Regions from separate parts of the Anser cygnoides genome. Here region 1 is linked to region 2. Evidence: chromatin contacts called from public Hi-C data. All regions are on one chromosome and are shown on one strand. Each heading gives the region's core, a stretch centred on a gene start, on an enhancer-like site or on the middle of the called end of the contact. The rest is flanking DNA. Distances are from core to core; before and after follow the strand shown. Region 1 has its middle 11 kb from the start of MINPP1. Region 2 overlaps PTEN (phosphatase and tensin homolog).

The links. Hi-C and Micro-C count contacts between places; a contact is called where the count stands out from the background.
Region 1: a Hi-C map of liver shows a contact between it and region 2, with 2.5 times the contacts expected there. The contact joins two enhancer-like sites. A contact is called at or near these places in 2 of 7 Hi-C or Micro-C datasets (both in liver).

The regions. Positions count from the first base shown.
Region 1 is chr7:22,030,105-22,034,541 of Taihu_goose_T2T_genome, reverse strand. No RefSeq gene overlaps it. Among named protein-coding and RNA genes, the nearest start is that of MINPP1, 11 kb to the right of the region's middle. Within about 2 kb of position 2,036, at least 1 of the 3 cell types and tissues checked has open chromatin away from gene starts, as enhancers often do. A contact at or near this core is called in liver, where this site is marked.
Region 2 is chr7:21,877,113-21,881,485 of Taihu_goose_T2T_genome, reverse strand. All of the region lies in intron 7 of PTEN (phosphatase and tensin homolog), which reads left to right. Among named protein-coding and RNA genes, the nearest start is that of PTEN, 41 kb to the left of the region's middle. Within about 2 kb of position 2,740, at least 1 of the 3 cell types and tissues checked has open chromatin away from gene starts, as enhancers often do. A contact at or near this core is called in liver, where this site is marked.

The DNA.
Region 1 (4,437 bases), core at 787-3,286, 150 kb before region 2:
GTCACCAAAGTGCTGGACCTCATGGGGTCTCTACTCCACGTCCTGCTCACAGGAGTTAGCTCCAGCCCTGACCTGTTTGGCATCAGCAAACAAAGCTGAGGACACATCCATTTCTGTTGGAAAATGTTGCAACTTTCCCCTTATATATGGCGCACTTGTTTTTTCCCTTACAAAGGCACTTATCTGGCTTATTTTAAAACCCACTGATCCTGAGATGTCAACAGCTTTATTATCTCCATGCATGGGGGCCGTTCCTGCAACAAGTGTGACGGAGAACAGCTAAGTGCTGGAATTCAGAGAGCCAAGTTCACAGCTGTAAAAATTTCCTTCCAAACTATGTACCAATAAAAGCACATCTTTTCCTTGCCCTGGATAGGAAGCCTCGGTAGGAGCTCAATGTGTTGTTTTGTTTCTTTTGATGCCTTTTGAAGCCTTTCTTGGATACTGTCTGAGCTGGTCTCTGTGTTTTCCTCTGCCCGGCGCTCAGACCTTAGACCCGGTGCTCATCCACATCTGAGGATGCAGCTCCCACTGCGATGGCGTGCCCCAGCACCACTCCTTACCATTGGGATCAAAGAGGTCTCAAGATAAATCTGTGTATTGAACTGTCATCTGTCCTGAAGTTGTCCTTTGGGAAGTTTGGCGGGTTCTGGCCTGGCACTCCTGCGAGGTCCCCATGCCACAGTGCTCTCTCTCAGCTGACTCACCTGATTCATCTCCTCTGAAAATGTGGCTCAGAATTGTAATACTTCTGGCAATGACAAAGTATTTTTCAGTGTTGGTCTGCTTTGCTGATGCCTTCAGTTCAAGTACAAGGACTTCAGTACCAGCTCTGTCATCAGGGATCTAGCTGCCCTTAGCTATTTCTAGAAAATGGCTTAGAACAGATCCTTTTCTCCTCCCCTTCGAAAACAGAACTGTATATGGGTAAGATAGCCATTTCCACGGAGAACAAAGAACAAACTGAAGCAATTCTGCTGACTCCTAATGTCTCCTTTCTGTCTCCAGAAATAGCTCACATTTTTGTTTCCAAATCAATTGAGAAAGGGTAATTGGAAATTGGAAATGGCAATTTGTCATTCCTGGGTGACACAAGCGTGTCTAGTTTGTGCAGGAATGGCCATACAGCGCCAGACGTGAAGTCTCATACGTCTACACCAGTGTAAAACTGCTGCAGTGAGACTTTCCCAGCACCATGCACGGTGCCGCAGGGCTTCTCTGTGTCTCAGGTTCTCTTTGTGCTTAACAGCCCATGATTATTTTCATCTAAAAATAACACGCTCTAAGGTCCTGGAAGAATTAAGCAGCTTTCCCATGCCAAGAAGAAGCGCTGACTTTCTGTGTCAGTTCAAAGTTATTCTTGGTAGTGAATTAGCCCTTGTTCAGACCACACGTACTTTAATGGGCTCCTTGACTCTACCTGCCTTGCTCACAGCAGCTTCAGGAGCCAAGTGCCAATATCCACACAGGAGTCAAATGCTGCAGGGCAGACTGCTTTCATTTGGGAAATAAAGCCTGTCAGCGCTGCAAAGTTATCCAAGAGGAGGTCTGTAACACTAGCTGACATCATCAAAGCTTTTGCAAAGTGTGTTTTCCTTACACAGAATACGTGGGGGCTTAAAATCACTCTTATAGTAATGTGATAGTTTCAAATTCAAAAATCATTCCTCCACATTAAATAAACTAGTAAGAAAATACTTGTGCATTAGCGGGAAGACTTATGATGGCTACGGAAGCTACAAAAGCATACTGAGGCTGCCAGCTTTGGTGTGACCAGAAGAGCCCTGGCAGGATCTTTACTCATGCAGTACGCAAGTGTTTTCTTCTGTGTTTACTAATCAGAGTGAAAGCACAATGACAACAGAGGGAGCAGCCTGACTTTAAATTGCCCACGAGACAACCAAATGGTTTGCCTGCATACAGCTGACTTATTTTTCAAATATAACCTGAGCACAATGTTGCAATGGAATTTTACATTAGGAAAAGTTTAAAGGTAATTTGGGAGTTCAGGGGTGAGGTAAGGAAGGCAGAAGTCACCATTTCCAACGAGACTGTTTTGTAAATTTGTTCTGCATAAACAGACAGAACTCTGTTTGTAGTAAGACATTCTCCTTTGACCTCAAAGTTGAGCTGGAATTTCTCAGTCCAAAATTATAGGGGAGCTAAAACAGAGTTGTTATAAAAGGAACAAGTTGCAACCTTTTCAGAGGGAATATTTTACAGTTAGCAACACGATCCAACTGTCACATTTGTTATTTTAATCTTATTCCAGCCTCATGATTTCCCCAAAATAGAGTCACCCACCGGGAATGTCACGTTCATCTTGATTCAGCTAATGATACTCATACTTTTACATTGGACGGGATTAATTTTCCTATCCAGTTAATGCAACATGTGATCATTAAATATCTTCACTGCGCACATAGACATATATTTTCTGTGTCAAAAAGGGACTCAACTGGCATTTTAAATTACTGAAGGATAATTGTAGGTGGCTGTTTTTCATGTGGATTAAGGAATTCCTTTTACTATGATAAATGGTTATCAGACTCCCTTTTATACTAAATCAGTTTGCAAGTGAATTTATTCTATAGCCACAGGTCGTGGATCTATTGAAGAACAATCTCAAGGTGTACATGTTAATGGAGTGAAACTGTGTGACATCATATCATATAGTAAAAGTGTTGAAACTTGCCAAATTATGGTTTTCAGTACTAATATTTTGTAGTACTAATGCCAAGGATCAGATCTAGCTGCATTTCAATAGCCTTATTTCATGTCTGTGTATGAAAATGTGCAGTCAGTGTCTTAGTAAAAGGGGATCCAATGACAAATATTTAAGCAAAGTAAATCATTATCCTGGCATTTTAAATAAAAGTTTTTACAAAATCAATATGCAGCCATGAGCTGTTGACATATCAAATGTGAAAGTGAATTCCAATGAGGGAAATCTGCCATAAAGAATAGATTTTACTCTGACATGCGTGAAGGAAACACAGATGTTCAATCAGGATAAATGTGAAGAAAGGCAAAAGAAATAGGAACTGCTGTTCTGCCCAGTATCATTTCCTCAGTCATAAAAGCAATGACTTAAAGCAACACCTTACTGTTTGTGACACTCTGTAGCCTACTGAACTGACCAGCCAAAGCTCATGGCCTTCAACTAAAACACAGTCATGTTCATAATCCCTGAAAGAAACCAAGAATAAAAATGATTTTGACTATGTTATCAAGCATCTCTTCACCACGTACAGATTGTATATGTACAGAAGCATCCACAAAGATTTCTTTCTTGACCATATCAGTATCAAAAAAGGAAAACTTTCCCAGAACATTATTTTTGCCTTGTATGCAATCTGAGTAATTACCAAAGGAAATACCTTCTCATTTTTTTTTATTTTACATTTATCTTGAAAAAGCAGAAATTGTTAAGGCCACCGGTGTTTCACTAGCCTCTAGGGTATTGCCCAACAGCACTGTTTGTCCCAGGAGCATGCAGGCAGTGATGAAGCTCCCCCACCTCGCCCCACCACTCCAGGGGACAAGATTTCCCCAAATCCAGCCTGAGCCCCCTGGAGCTGCGATCACTTGTCATGGCCGAGAAGAGCTTGGCTCTGACCTCTGTAATGCAACAGGAGCCTGAAAATGCTGACATGACCCCAGTGTGTTCTTTAGTAATTCGTTCTATTTTTTTTCCTTTTGCATTTGAGTGGATTCTTTATAAATGTATAAACAAAATAGGATGACTTTTGTTGCTTTTAGCTTTCAGCACACAACTCAGAAGGCATTCCTGATACATTAGCACCATTTCTCTACCCTTCTTCTCTTTAGCCCCATGCCCTGAGCACCATTATTGTATTGTGCAGCACTTTTCAACACTGCGTAAAGAACAGCAAATGAATTTACCTTAATGAATAGTAAATCCGACCTTCAACTCCCTTCTCCTTTATCCAAGCTAAAAGCGTTACTGACATGAACTGATTTTGAGGGGAAAGCAGAGAAAAGTTTTTAATTTGTTACAATGGACTTCAATGGGGAAGTTAAGGATTTACTAGACAAAAGACTAAGACTCAGCTAACCCCAGCTGAATGCCTCTTTCTGTTCATTTTCCTTTTGTGTTGCAACTGCTAATGGTGCTAAAAGAAAGGCCCCTGTGACCGATGTGCCAGCTCATTCACATTATTGAAATCAACGCTCTGAAATGCAGTCAGCATCAACTGAGCTCTGGGCAAAGCTGCAAAGCAAATCAGCATCTTTCCTGTGCAAAGCTCTATTTGCCGTCAGTCTCAGCCTGGTTTTGGATAGAGCAGAACATTTACAAAAATGTGCATGGATTATATGGTTTGTTTGCAACCCACGCTGCCTGGAAAACATCAAAACAGCTAAATACACAAGTACTAGAACTAAGCAAACTGTGAACGTGGAAAACAGATTTGC
Region 2 (4,373 bases), core at 1,491-3,990:
GGTCTGCTGGGGTCCACCTGTCAGAGAAGGGGAAGAGCGTTTTCAGTCATAGGATTGCCAAGTTGGTGAAGAGGGCTTTAAACTGGAGTTGCTGGGGGGGGAACTTCAATCCATCCTGTTCCTCCCAGTTTGATGCTGGAGTCAGCGATAGATGCCCAGAGCCTGGAGAAGGATCATGGGTCAGCAGGAGAACCCCTGAAGAGCAGCACAAAGGAATTCCAGCCAGTAAGTCAACTTTATCAGGAGCCAAACTTAAATGTCTCTATGCTAACGCGCATAGCATGGGGAATAAACAAGAGGAGTTAGAGATGTATTTATGCCTGCAGGGCTGTGACTTCACTGGCATTATGGTGATGTGGTGGGATGGCCCCTATACTTGGAATGTTAGCATGGAAGGATACAGACTCTTTAGGAAAGAGGCAGGGGAGGGGAGGAGGGGACATCATCCTCTCTGTCAGTGAGTGGTTGCAGTGCCTTGGGCTCTGTCTGGGGATGGATGAGGAGCTGACAGAGAGCTGATGGGTCAGGATTACAGGGAGGGCAAGGACAGGGAACATCAAAGTGGGGGTCTGCTACAGGCCACCTGAAAAAAACCGTGGGAGGAAGAGGAGCCCAAAAAAGCTGCTTTAATATTTGAGAGCCACCTCCAGCAAGCTCAGGAGTGATGCATCCCAACAGAGGAAGTCAGGCAAATATGCCAGGAGGCCTGCATGGATGAACAAGAAGCTCCTGTCCAAACTCAAAGAGAAAAGGAGGCCTGCAGAAGGTGGAAGCAAGGACAGATAGCCTGGGAAGGATACAGAGACATTGTATGAGCAGCCAGGGATCAGGTTAGGAAAGCCAAAGCCCTATTAGAATTAAATTCGGCCAGGGACATCAGGCACAACAAGAAAGGCTTCTATAGGTACATCAGTGATAAAAGGAAGGTTGGAAAATTGTGAGCCCTCTCTGGAACAAAACAGGAAATCTAGTTACCTGGGATAGAGAAGGCTGAGGTACTCAGTGACTTTTTTTGCCTCTGTCTTCACCGGCAAGAGCTCCAGCCAGATGGCCCAGGCCCCAGAAGGCAAAGGCAGGCACTGGGAGAATGATGATGAATTGCCTGTTGCAGGAGAAGGTTAGGTTTGAGACCATCTAAGGAACCTGAAGGTGCACAGGTCCATGGGACCTGATGTGATGCATCCATGGTTCCTGAGGGAACTGGTGGATGTAGTTGTTACACCACTGTCCATCATATTTGAGAAGTCATGGTGGTCTGATGAAGTTCTCACTGACTGGAAGAGGGGAAACGCAACCCCCATTTTTAAAAAGGGAACAAAGGAAGACCTGTGGAACTACAGACCAGTCAGTCTCACCTCTGTGCCTGGCAAGATCATGGAGCAGATCCTCCTGGAATCTCTGCTAAGGCACATGGAAAATAAGGAGGTGATTGATGACAGCCAGTATGACTTCACTACAGGCAAATCGTGCCTGGCAAATCCGGTAGCCTTCTACAGTGGGGTTACAGAATTGGTGAATAGGGGAAGAGCAACTGACACCATCTACCTGGATTTGTGCAAAACATTGACACTATCCCAGTGATATCCTTGTCCCTACATTGGAGAGCCATGGATCTGATCGACGGACCACGTGGTGGGTGAGGAATTGGCTGGATGGTCGCACTCAAAGATTTGCAGTTGACAGCTCGATTAGATGGAATTAGATGATCTTTATGGTCCCTTGCAGTGCAAACCGTTCTGTGATTCTGTGGTTAAAAAAAACTTTGGGCAATTGCTCTTAGGAAACATTGAAGAATGAACTCTCTGAAAATGTCGGAAGACAACAGATGGTCTGAAAATGGTACAAGTTTCATCGGTTCCATCATAGTGCTGGCCTGGAACAGCTTGAAACATGTTCTCTATCTTCTGATTGCTGGATAGCATCTCCAAAATCCTTATCTGTTGCTGCGAAGTGATTAAGTGCCTGTTGGTGTCTCTGCAAAATGAAACTCCCATGAGGATATGGGAACCCCTGGATGATGGCTTAAATGATCTGGGGTTTGGATCTCAGTCTGCAGTTACAGGCAAATATTAACTCTAGAGTGAGGCATATTTTTCTTTCAGCCTGAGAACTGAGAAACTACACAAGGAAGTTAGGGGTTATATGTACTACATATCAGAGGATTGTATGTCAGAATATTGTGATTAAATCAGCTTTTGACCCAGGTGTCTGATACTTCATTGTAGATTTTATGATGCATACTTAGTTATGGGAAGAAATATATCTGTGATTTTTAAGGCAAATTCCTGTGATGTAACTAGAAGTGAAGCAAAATACATTAAAAAAAAAAAAAACAAACCACACAACAACACACAAAACAAAAACAACAACAAAACAACTAGCTAATACTCTTTTTCAGAAGCCTCCTTTTTAAATAGTAGTCCTGTGAGCACTTGTTCTAATACTTGTATTTGGTATATAAAGCCCAAATTCTGTTCATGCTTTATTTTTTTAAAATCCCTCTCTTTGGTCCATACTATGTCAATTTTCTTCATGGTCTTGTATGAAATATCTTGGAGCTTGCCACTTTAGCTGAAGCTGACTGAATCCTCACTTTGAGTAATGGGTTTTGCTTTCCAGTGAAACGGTGGCAGTTATCAGCCTTAAGAGCTAATTCCCAAATGCCTGATCAAGTCTTCCCTCAGTTTGAATGGCTATGCAATGTTCTAGTACCCATGAACTTATTTTATTAAGCTAATTTAGTTAGTGTGGCAGGGAAGGAAGGAGAATAACTTGATGGTTTAAAAAGCTGGAGGGAGATACAAAGGTAAATAACCAGCTCAGTGAAGTTATAGTTTCGTTTCTGCCCCTGAAGACCTCTGCAAATTTACCCAAAGGAGACAGAGTAAAAGATACCTGTTGAGAAGTTTGTCTTGTCTTCTCCAGGCTGTATCAGTAGGGCTGAGTCCCTGCAGTTGCTTGTTCAGGTTGGCTTTTATATACCAAATAATTTTTTCTGGTTCTGCTCTACCTGATCAAGCTTAAAATTGAGACATGACAAGACCATGCCTTCTGCCTCTGCCAGCATTTGTTTGCATCCAGTGACCTTGTTTGCTTTGGCACTGTTTTCCTCCAAAGCTGCTTCAGCGCTGTAGGTATAAGCCATTTTCTATTTTTTTCCATTCATCGGCTGCAGTGTCATCAGCTTCATCCTCTCCTCTGCTGACCTCGCTGGAAGGGTGGTGCAGCATTGAGGACCAGCACTGAAGTACATTGCTGCTTTTGCAGTGTGGTTCTGAAGGATGATGCCAGTACTACCATCACCCACCTACAAGAGGTGGGATCTCCTTTAACTCTGGTCAGGGCGTGGAAATGCACTTTCTTTGTATCTTCTCTGGAGTTACAACCTCTTCATCAGAAATGAGGCTGCAGGTGGTATGTCCATTGCTTACAGAGCTGCTGGAAACATCAGCCACAGGCTTGTCTTCTCCTACTTTGTATCACAGAACCTGGACTTCCAGTCCTTCCTGTTTTGCAGCTGGAGGGCTGATGTCCTTGATCTTTCTGTTTTGACCTGAACTGGTCTTTTGGTTTGAGCAGGAGTGGTCATCTCCTTGGATGACTATGTATCTTCTGGGGGATTCATCTTCAGAACCCAGGAGGAATATGGACCAATCCATATCCTGAAGACTTCATGAGGATTTTGCCTACTGCCACTTTCTTCATCAGGCATTGTGAGGAGTACAAACCCTGTTTCCCAGGACATTTGTCTTCTACTTCCAGATCCCAGGGTGGATGTTTTTAAGACTGTATATGAGGTGGCATTAGTGAAGAAGAGGGTGCTAAGTGTCTGAACAGGTTGGGCCTGTCAAGAACCTGCTGATTGCTGTGTCGAATGGATGGGCTCCAACAAGACTTCATAATAGATGATGACATGACTGGAAGGGACTTGGTGTTAGTGGCAAACATCTATCAGCCTCCCAAGACAACTGTAATCATAGCATGTTAGTCTGGTAGGTTAGGTAATGGTGTGTCAAAGTGGATAATTGCTTAACTACAAGTGTTTCTGGCTGACATACTCAACTTTTACCTTTCCCCCTTCACTTCCTTAAAGGTTTGGGGTATCTCATAGGTGCCTTATAGAAGCACTTACTAGCTGGAAACTTTTTTTGTATGTCTTACCCTAAAGTACTGAAAATGGGGCTACTGGACTTCGGTGGGGAAGGCAGATAGTTGTTTCATCAGACACCTTTGAATTCCCAGTGTTTGTGCGCTTACACGTTTTTATTAGTTTGTGAGGAAGAAGAGTATAGGAAAAGCAGCAGCTCTTCCCAGTGCCCCAGGAAGATGTGATGATTTGCTGGTGCCCAGTTGCTTTCATCTGGGAAGCATGC